Linked DNA regions of Danio rerio: region 2 is linked to region 1. Evidence: chromatin contacts called from public Micro-C data. All regions are on one chromosome and are shown on one strand. The core of a region is the stretch at or near the end of the contact, and the rest is flanking DNA. Distances in the headings are between cores, read along the strand shown.

Region 1 (4,540 bases), core at 840-3,339:
ACCACAGCAGAATGATCCACCAACTATTCTGGCTAGTTTTATGCAGCGGATGCCCTTCCAGCCACAACCCAGTACTGGGAAACACAAATACACTCTCACATTCCCACACACTCATACACTAAATTTTGTTTGTCCAATTCATCTAAAGCGCATGTCTTTGGACTGTGGGGTAAACCAGAGCACCCCAAGGAAAACACACAGAAACAAGGGGAAAACATTCAAACTCCTGGCCTATAGTTGTGACTTGAACCAGCTATCTGCTTGATGTGAGGTGACAGTGCTAACCACTGAGCCACTGTGCTGCCCCTTATAACAAAAACTTGTTTTGGATATTCCAAGCACCATTTGTTCAGTAAACACTGATGTTTTCCCTTCTACTGAAAACATGAATTTACATTTTTGTGTATTAAAGAGCTTGTCCAAAAATTTCCGTATATATTTAAAGGAGGCAGAATCTTTACATAACATTTTTGAAAAACTCTCTCTAAAAAAAAAGAAAAAAAATAACTGTAGTTTTTGGGTCGCTTTGGCACTAATTCCAGAACCTTGACGTCATTTAAAAAAACTCTGGACAGACTTAATTTGTTACACACACTGTCCATTGCTGTTCAAAACATTGCATTATCCATTAAAATCATTCAGAACAACAACTGGTATTAAAATATATTATTAATTAATCCTCTCTTCATACAATTTATTAAGTAAAATTAAATAGTCAGGCCTGTAGCCAAAGAACATTCCAGTGGTTCAAAAGGCCAAACGTTGGATTATTATTATTATTATTATGATGTTAGAATTTTTCTTATTATTCAACTGGCCAAATTCTGACTGTGGAAAGTAGAATGTACTAGCGAGTTTGATGTTGTTATGGCTATAAACAGGTTTTAACAGATTTACCATAGAAATAATATATACCACCAATATATTAAAAGTGTACTAAAGTGAATGCTACATATAGTTTATTCATTCATTCATTTTCTTGTCGGTTTAGTCCCTTTATTAATCCAGGGTCGCCACAGCAGAACCAACCGCCAACTTATCCAGCAAGTTTTTTTACACAGCGGATGCCCTTCCAGCCGCAACCCATCTCTGGGAAACATACACACACACACACACACACACACACACACACACACACACACACACACACACACACACACACACACACACACACACACACACACATTACGGACAATTTAGCCTACTCACCTGTACCGCATGTCTTTGGACTGTGGTGGAAACTGGAGCACCTGGAGGAAACCCACGCGAATGCAGGGAGAACATGCAAACTTTTCTGTTTTCTTATGACATAAAGGCTAATAAAATACGTTTGGAAAATTGTGATTTGTATTTTCACAGCGTTTGATTGATGTTATTGCATGATCTTGCTATGCTGAAACTACTTCAGTTTAAAACTTCACAGAAAATCAATTGTGAACGGCTGGCAGTGGTGATATAATAAAATTAACTAATTAACAAATAAACTAAGCCGAAAAGAAAATGAATGAAAGAATGAAAGAATGAATGAATGAATGAATGAATGAATGAATGAATGAATGAATGACATGTTAAACTTGTTCATTGTTCAAAACATTGCATTTTAGTGCATTAAAATAATTTAAAACAACAACAACAAAACATGCAGTGACAGATCCAATGGTTCAGAAAAACCATTATCAAGAATTACCACAAACACATATGTTTAAAAGTGTAGCTGTTAGAGTGATTACTACATATACAGTTTAATCTAGATATAAAATCTTTCAGATTTTAACTTTAGATGGGGCAAACAATTTTTTGTCTCTTAATGACATGCACAGATGAATTATTCACCACAGAACTAACAATGCAAGCTAACAAAATCAATATGGTCAGTTTTGATTTCATCTGTACTTAAATCATCAATTGATCGTTTTAATAATCAAAACATTCGTCCAGATCGCCAGACTCATTTTAAACACCGTAGTGACGGGAAACAGAGACATCTAGAGGTGAAACACCATATGAACAACACATGATGGAGAAGAACTACAACCCCCGATCCACTACAGCTCCTCCTTCTTGTAGGACGCATTTGCGTCTGACGTCACGCTGGCTTGTTTTGGCCGTTTGTGTCGATATCCGGCGATCAAACGCTGTCGATGTGCTGGATATTGTGACTGAGAGGTACGTGAGATTCTTGAAACAGTCTTCGTGTGTTGAAGTCTTAAATGTGCTTGTTTATCCTCGCCCTTCAGCTGAGGTGAAATACCCGGCTGAGAGGGTAAATCTGTCTTGTTTAAGTGATGTCAGCTGGCGAGGAGGGTTAACGCCAAACAGCTAGCTGAGCCTGGCTAGGGAGTTTAGCGAGTGTTGATTTGCTTGTTTCTTCTGCCCTTTGGTACAACTGACTACTTCAGCGATGTTTTTCTTTGAAAAGAGTTGGATAAACGCCTGATCAAATCCTCAGCGCAAAACGAGCTGTTTTCGGCTGACAAACTACAGGAATTAACTGATTGTTTCAAAACATAGTGTGCTGACTACTTAGGAAGCATGCTTGCCTGGTTTTAGGCGCAACCGAACTGAAACACCATAGATAAACAAGACAGGAAAGTACATTTAAATGGCTGCGTAGAGAGAAATTCAGTGACAGCGCTGTTTTCTAAAAAAATAAACCCCCCTTTTGATCAAGGACATCAACTCTTTTACTGTCAACTTTCAAATTCATGTCCTGTGACGTTATATAAACTCAAGCCAGTCAAAGGTGCGGAATTGAAGATGTGGTTTGAGTCTCTCATTTATTCTGAGATGCTTAAAATGTTAGTCATGTTTGGAAACTTCATAGTGGGAAATGAGATGTTCGATATATCTTCATAATTAAAGGGATAGTTCACCCGAAAATGAAACTTTTCTGTTTTTTACTAACCCTCATGATATCCAAGATTGAGGTGATTTGCTTGTCTTTCTTCGAGTTTTAAAGTAGATTGAGGTATTGTAAGTTTGAGGTAAAGATGGTTTTATATTTACACATTTATTCAGTGACAGCTTGTGACATGCTCCCTATATTGTTTACCTTGGTACTTTGGACGTTCGGTCTGAAATCACATGCAAGTATGACTTCAAAACAGCATTAGCACTGTTGATTTGACTTTGAACAATGTTGTACTTTGATAGCCATTGGCTGCTACTAGGGTTTCTCTATTTAGAAATTGCAAAGAATACTTTTCTGAAATTATATTATTACGGAGAAAGTCAGAATGTGTAAATATAAAACCAATTTTACCTGAATATTTAGGGATGCTCCAATCAGGATTTTTGCAGCCGATACAGAGTACACATTCCTTGTCATGGTGATCGACTGATACCGAGTACTGATTCTGATGCTTCAAGGTTTTTAATGCATTAAGCACACTTTCCCTCTAAGTTTAAAGCTTAAGAGTAGATCTAGCCTTTCCTAAGAAAATAAATTAAGGATGCTGCATAAAATACCTTAAACATATTTCTTATAACCTTTCAGGTGTGAACATTTCATGGCCAGAAGCAGCTTTACCTTATAAATATGGTGCCAGATCAGTCTCAAAATAACACATTTACAAAATAAAATTCCTACATGCACAGCACAATTCACATTTCACAAAATCCAATTTGTACATTTGTAAACACAATTCATGAATTCACAATTAAAATCATATATCTTTTCACAAAATTAATTAGATTTGTGTATTTTTGAATCATGTTTTGAATTTACATATTGAATTAGCTTTTTTTAATCGTTTTTATATTTACAAATTTGATTTGTATTTTTTTCATTTTTTTTTGAGTTTTCAAATTTGATTTGTGTATTTTTAAATCCTGTTTTAAACTTCAAATTGAATTTTGTAAATGTGAATTGTGTTGTGGTTGTATGATTTTTATTTTGTGAATGTATTATTTTTGAGACTGATCTGGCTCCATATAAAAACATAAGACAGTATAAACGGGTCACTCTGCATCTGTATTTGATCTGCTATAACGTGAACACGTTGATTGCTCACAGCCCCATCCATCTTTTACCTTGTTATGTGTTGTGGCTGCTGTAGGGAATGTATAATATATGGGAGCACATGTGGGTTTTCTTCTGCCTGTAAACTCCAAAACACCAATCGAGTTATGAAATGTGATTATCGGCCGATACCAATCTTCTGCAGATCGATCGGAGCATCCCTATCAGTAAGTTGCATTGATTGAGCTAAAGTTGGTTCTTATGATCACACATTTGTTCAGTGCCAACTTGTGACACGGTCTCCATGTTCTTTACCACACTACTTCGAATATTTGTCCCAAATGCCATGCAAGTATGACTTCAAAACTACATTAGCATTTATTTGACTGTGAACAATGTTATATTTTGATATAGGGTTGCACAATATATAGTTTCAGCATTAATATTGCAATGTGATATTTCGCAATAGTCAATCGGAGGATATGCTATGTTGAGTTTATATTATAATTTATCATTTGCATGTGTTTTTGATGCCTGGAATTGTATAATGACTTTTAAAAAACGTTCAGGCATAAGAAA
Region 2 (4,540 bases), core at 1,293-3,792, 100 kb before region 1:
GCCAGTAGGCCTGTATATTCTGAGGTTGCTAAACTTGATTTTTCAAATAGTTATACAGCGGCTAAATCACAAATTAGCAGAATCATTTAAATATGTGAACAATTGTTTTTACCTGTGTATATTAAAACCACTGTCGCCTCACAGCAAGAAGGTCGCTGGTTCGAGTCCCGGCTGGGTCAGTTGGCATTTCTGTGTGCAGTTTGCATGTTCTCCCCGTGTTGGGATGGGTTTCCCCCACAAGTCCAATGACATGCGCTACAGGTGAATTGGGTTAGCTAAATTATCCGTTTTTGTGTGTGAATGAGTGTGTATTTCCTAGTAGGCCTACTGGGTTGCAGCTGTAAGGGCATCTGCTGTGTAAAACATATGCTGAAGTTGGCGGTTCATTCCGCTGGCGACCACTGATCAATAAAGGGACTCAGCCAAAGGAAAATAAATCAACTAACAATAAAACCAAAAAGTTCCCATTATAGACATGGTTTTCTCCTTCAAAGCCTACCACATTACAAAGTGCTTATGGGTTTATTCAAGATTTAATTAAAACAACACTTCTAGGCTACTAGAAAACACAGTGTTTTTCGCTATAACATATTTGTCCTTTCAGTTTCAGAGGCCCTTGACTAATTTAGCTGCCAATCAAATCCTGTCTTTCTTTCCTTGTTATGACCAAGAGATGGCAGAAGTGAGCCACGTCAACATCTCCATTGATTAATTATGTCAACAACGCGTCTTCCCATAATCCGATTGCCTTTTTTTCACATTTGGAGTGGCTTCCAGCATACACATTTTCATTTGCTTTGACTGTTGATGGACGTTTTAAATGACTGATTTGATTCACAGTTCATTTCTGGCATTTAATTACTACTGCCAGTGCTATAATCACTTTCTAGTGCAACTAAATCACACAAATGCATCCACAGTTAATACCTGAAGCTATTTTTCTGAATATTCATTACATATTTATTGTGAATTAAGTGCATATTATAAAAGAGTGACCAATATATTTATTATAGTATAGCTATTGTAATTTCCTTAGAGTCAAATGACCATTTCATACTGAGCTATTATTCAATATCATATCAATATCTATGTGAGGAATAAAGTGTCAAAACCTTACATAATTAAACTGATCAGTCAATACATTCTAATGTTTACATTTATGTCAATGTTTCATCTTCAGATGTACCTCATTAAGCCACGTTGCATCCCACACAATGAACTGATTTAATTAATTGCATTAATATGTATTTGTTTCCATTTTAATGAGTCTTCAGATCAAATACATTTCATTATTATGCCAAGAGTACAATGGCTCTCTGCTCATTAAAGTGGTGACGGATTGAAAAAGGCCAGTGTGTGGCCTGCCACCCTCATTAGCCTGCTGTTTACGTGGATTGGCTTTTCTTCTGCACAACACTATTAAATGGCTCTATTGTTTCCAGTTGCTAAAGTCCTCCAATCCAATCCCTTCCACTATTGCTCAGGCTAACCTTATTTGCTTCTACAACGCGACAATTATCAAGCCGCAATTAATGCAATCACAATCATGCAAATGTAATGGAAATCATCTGCATCCATCATCTCATTATTTATTACTCAAACTCAAAACAACAACCTCTAATGCTAATCAGGTCACTTAAAATGTTATGGATGCTGCGAAAATGACAAACAAATTCATCAATCTGCCCCAGATCCATGCAGTCATCTATCTATCTATCTATCTATCTATCTATCTATCTATCTATCTATCTATCTATCTATCTATCTATCTATCTATCTATCTATCTATCTATCTATCTATCTATCTATCTATCTATCTCTACATTTATCCATCCATCCATCCTTTCATCCATCCTTTCATCCATCCATCCATCCATCCATCCATCCATCCATCCATCCATCCATCTATGCATCTATCCATCCATCCATGCATCTATTCATCCATCCATGCATCTATCTATCTATCTATCTATCTATCTATCTATCTATCTATCTATCTATCTATCTATCTATCTATCTATCTATCTATCTATCTATCTATCTATCTATCTATCTATCTATCTATCTATCTATCTATCTATCTATCCATCCATCCATATCTATCTATCTATCTATCTATCTATCTATCTATCTATCTATCTATCTATCTATCTATCTATCTATCTATCTATCTATCTATCTATCTATCTATCTATCTATCTATCTATCTATCCTGTATTTATTTTATTAATAAATCCTTTTTATTGTTGTTTAGATCTATCTAATCTTAATAACATTTGGTCTACTTAAAAAATACATCAATTCACTTCAGCTGACGTGGCTGGAAAAACACGCAAAGCACGAAATTTCATAGCATAATTCGAAATCAGGACACACATGACTAATATCCTTTTTTACATCACACAACACAAACGGACTTCCAGCGCCAGGAAGAAGAGCGCGCGCACGCCCAGCCGCGGGTACGTGCACGTACAGCTGTACTAACGTGATGTCAGAACGCCGTTGAGCTCAAAAAATGTTAGCCTGTGTTGTTAAGTCTGAAAGCTACAGGGGATTTGCCAGACGGAAATAATACCGTTTTATCGCCGAGAAACACATGCACAGGCCACACGATCGCGTCGCGTGTTTTTATACGTTTTTATATCCTCGTGAAGCGAGCGTCTTGGGTTTATCCTGAGAGAAAGTTCGTTGGTTTTTTTGTGGGAGTGATGTCGAATCCTGGGACTCGAAGGAACGGGTCAAGCATCAAAATCCGACTGACAGGTAAAACACCCTCTAATACGCTAATTTATCGCTTTAATGTACTAATTTGTTGTTAGTTATCATTTTATACGTTTGGTTAGCTTATAACTGTGTGTCGGTCGCAAATGTGTGTAAAACGCTAAGCGAGGATCCTGCTAGCTTCTGCTGAGGCGAGTTGCTGCAGCCCTGTCTCTTCATGCTAAACGCATGCTAACACGAGAAGCATCCCTTTTTTATTTAATAAACAGCACAATAGTCAGTGGACCTGCTTTATTTGCACTTGTGTGAACGTTATCAGCCGAAAGCAGCTCCCCGTGCACAGTTTGTTAGGTTGGATTAGTCATAAATCAGCTGAGTATAAACCGGATGAGGCAGAGGCAGCTGTTTTCTCGGTTTCCCCTCATCTGGACGCCAGTGTCTTCGTTGTAAATTAAGATTTTAATACGTGACAGACTGTTCATTAATGTTTTGCTTATTGCGCTGTGCTTGCTTTCGGAAGTAAGCTAACTATGGGGTTGATCTTTATGTGATAGTGTACTGTTTCACAATCCACAGATGGGTTTTTTGGGGGAGGATTTTTTTCCTTACTCTTTTGAAACCGCTCTTTGCTTGGAAACGAACAGGATATGATAGATGCATACTGATCTCATTGATATCATCACAGACATAGTGACAGTGCCCTGGAGGAGTGCTTTTACAGTTGCCTTTTTATTTTTTTAAACCAGATCTGATGTTGACTTATCAGTGCCCTTTAAAGCGTTTGTGGAATAGGAAGACTGGTAAACGCCAAATGACAAGGTTATGTGGTTTGCATTTTATTATAGACTCAGTAGAGACCAGATTAAACGTTTTATTCTTTATTCTTGTATATTAGATTTTAAAAGTGAAGTTTCATTTGTAAATGTTAATGCCCTTCATTTATATTGAGCAGTGTGTTTGTTACAGTGGTTTGTTGATTTTGGATGTAGTAATGATGTGTACCCTTTGTGAAGCTGCTTTATTATTATAATTATTAACGAAGTAAACTTGAATTGAACCGTTTTTATCTTTTGTTTACAGAGTACAACAGTTCATTGTCAATGTTAGCTCAGAGACAGCTTTAAAATATACAACTTTTGCAGTAGTTTGGTAAATGCTGAAATGAACGTTAATGCTCTGCTGCGGTTCAGTCATTTATTTTCATATTTGTCTTCATAATGGTATGAAAAACTAAACGTTTTGGCACATTACCATTAACACAAACACACAACAAAAGGAAACAAGCAAAAATGTGATTATCATGATAAGAAAGTGTTTTTAAAATGCAAATGCTTGTGGTGTTTTAGTCAAATATAACCACATCAGATATAAATTATAAATGAAGAAAGTTTATTTCACATTAGATGATATCTTTCATGATATAGTTTTATTATGAGGGTAGTTATTCCAGAGAATTTACTAAAAGGTGTGCAATAAATAAGCTTTGTGAAATAACTAAGCTTAAATATTTAAGGAAAGAAGATGACTCAATCTTGTTAGATTATTTTTGTATTTTATTTTAACTTTACTATAAATATTGTAAACCAAATATAACTTTTAATGAACGAATTACACTCTCACATTTTCACAGTTTTATGTGGACAGACCTTATTATTATAAACATTTCACACATCATCTTCTGATACAAAACTATCCTATGGAAAAAAAAAAAACTTTATCCCTATAACTGCCTGCTCTACCACACGGTTGACCATCTTTTTACTGTTTTAAATAATCACCGTTAAAGTCATTTTAAAGAGAGTTTTAAAGAATGGTTAAC

Evidence for each region. Hi-C and Micro-C count contacts between places; a contact is called where the count stands out from the background.
Region 2: a Micro-C map of caudal fin shows a contact between it and region 1, with 6 times the contacts expected there. The contact joins the promoter of smurf1 here to the promoter of rnf216 in region 1. A contact is called at or near these places in 1 of 18 Hi-C or Micro-C datasets (caudal fin) and 1 of 4 datasets of contacts at active chromatin or transcription factors (embryo).

The regions. Positions count from the first base shown.
Region 1 is chr3:39,616,881-39,621,420 of GRCz12tu, reverse strand. It overlaps rnf216 (ring finger protein 216), which reads left to right and starts at 2,089. Exons shown (of 17, transcript XM_682779.10): 1 at 2,089-2,166.
Region 2 is chr3:39,720,958-39,725,497 of GRCz12tu, reverse strand. It overlaps smurf1 (SMAD specific E3 ubiquitin protein ligase 1), which reads left to right and starts at 2,542. Exons shown (of 18, transcript NM_001001943.1): 1 at 2,542-2,763. The coding sequence starts at 2,709.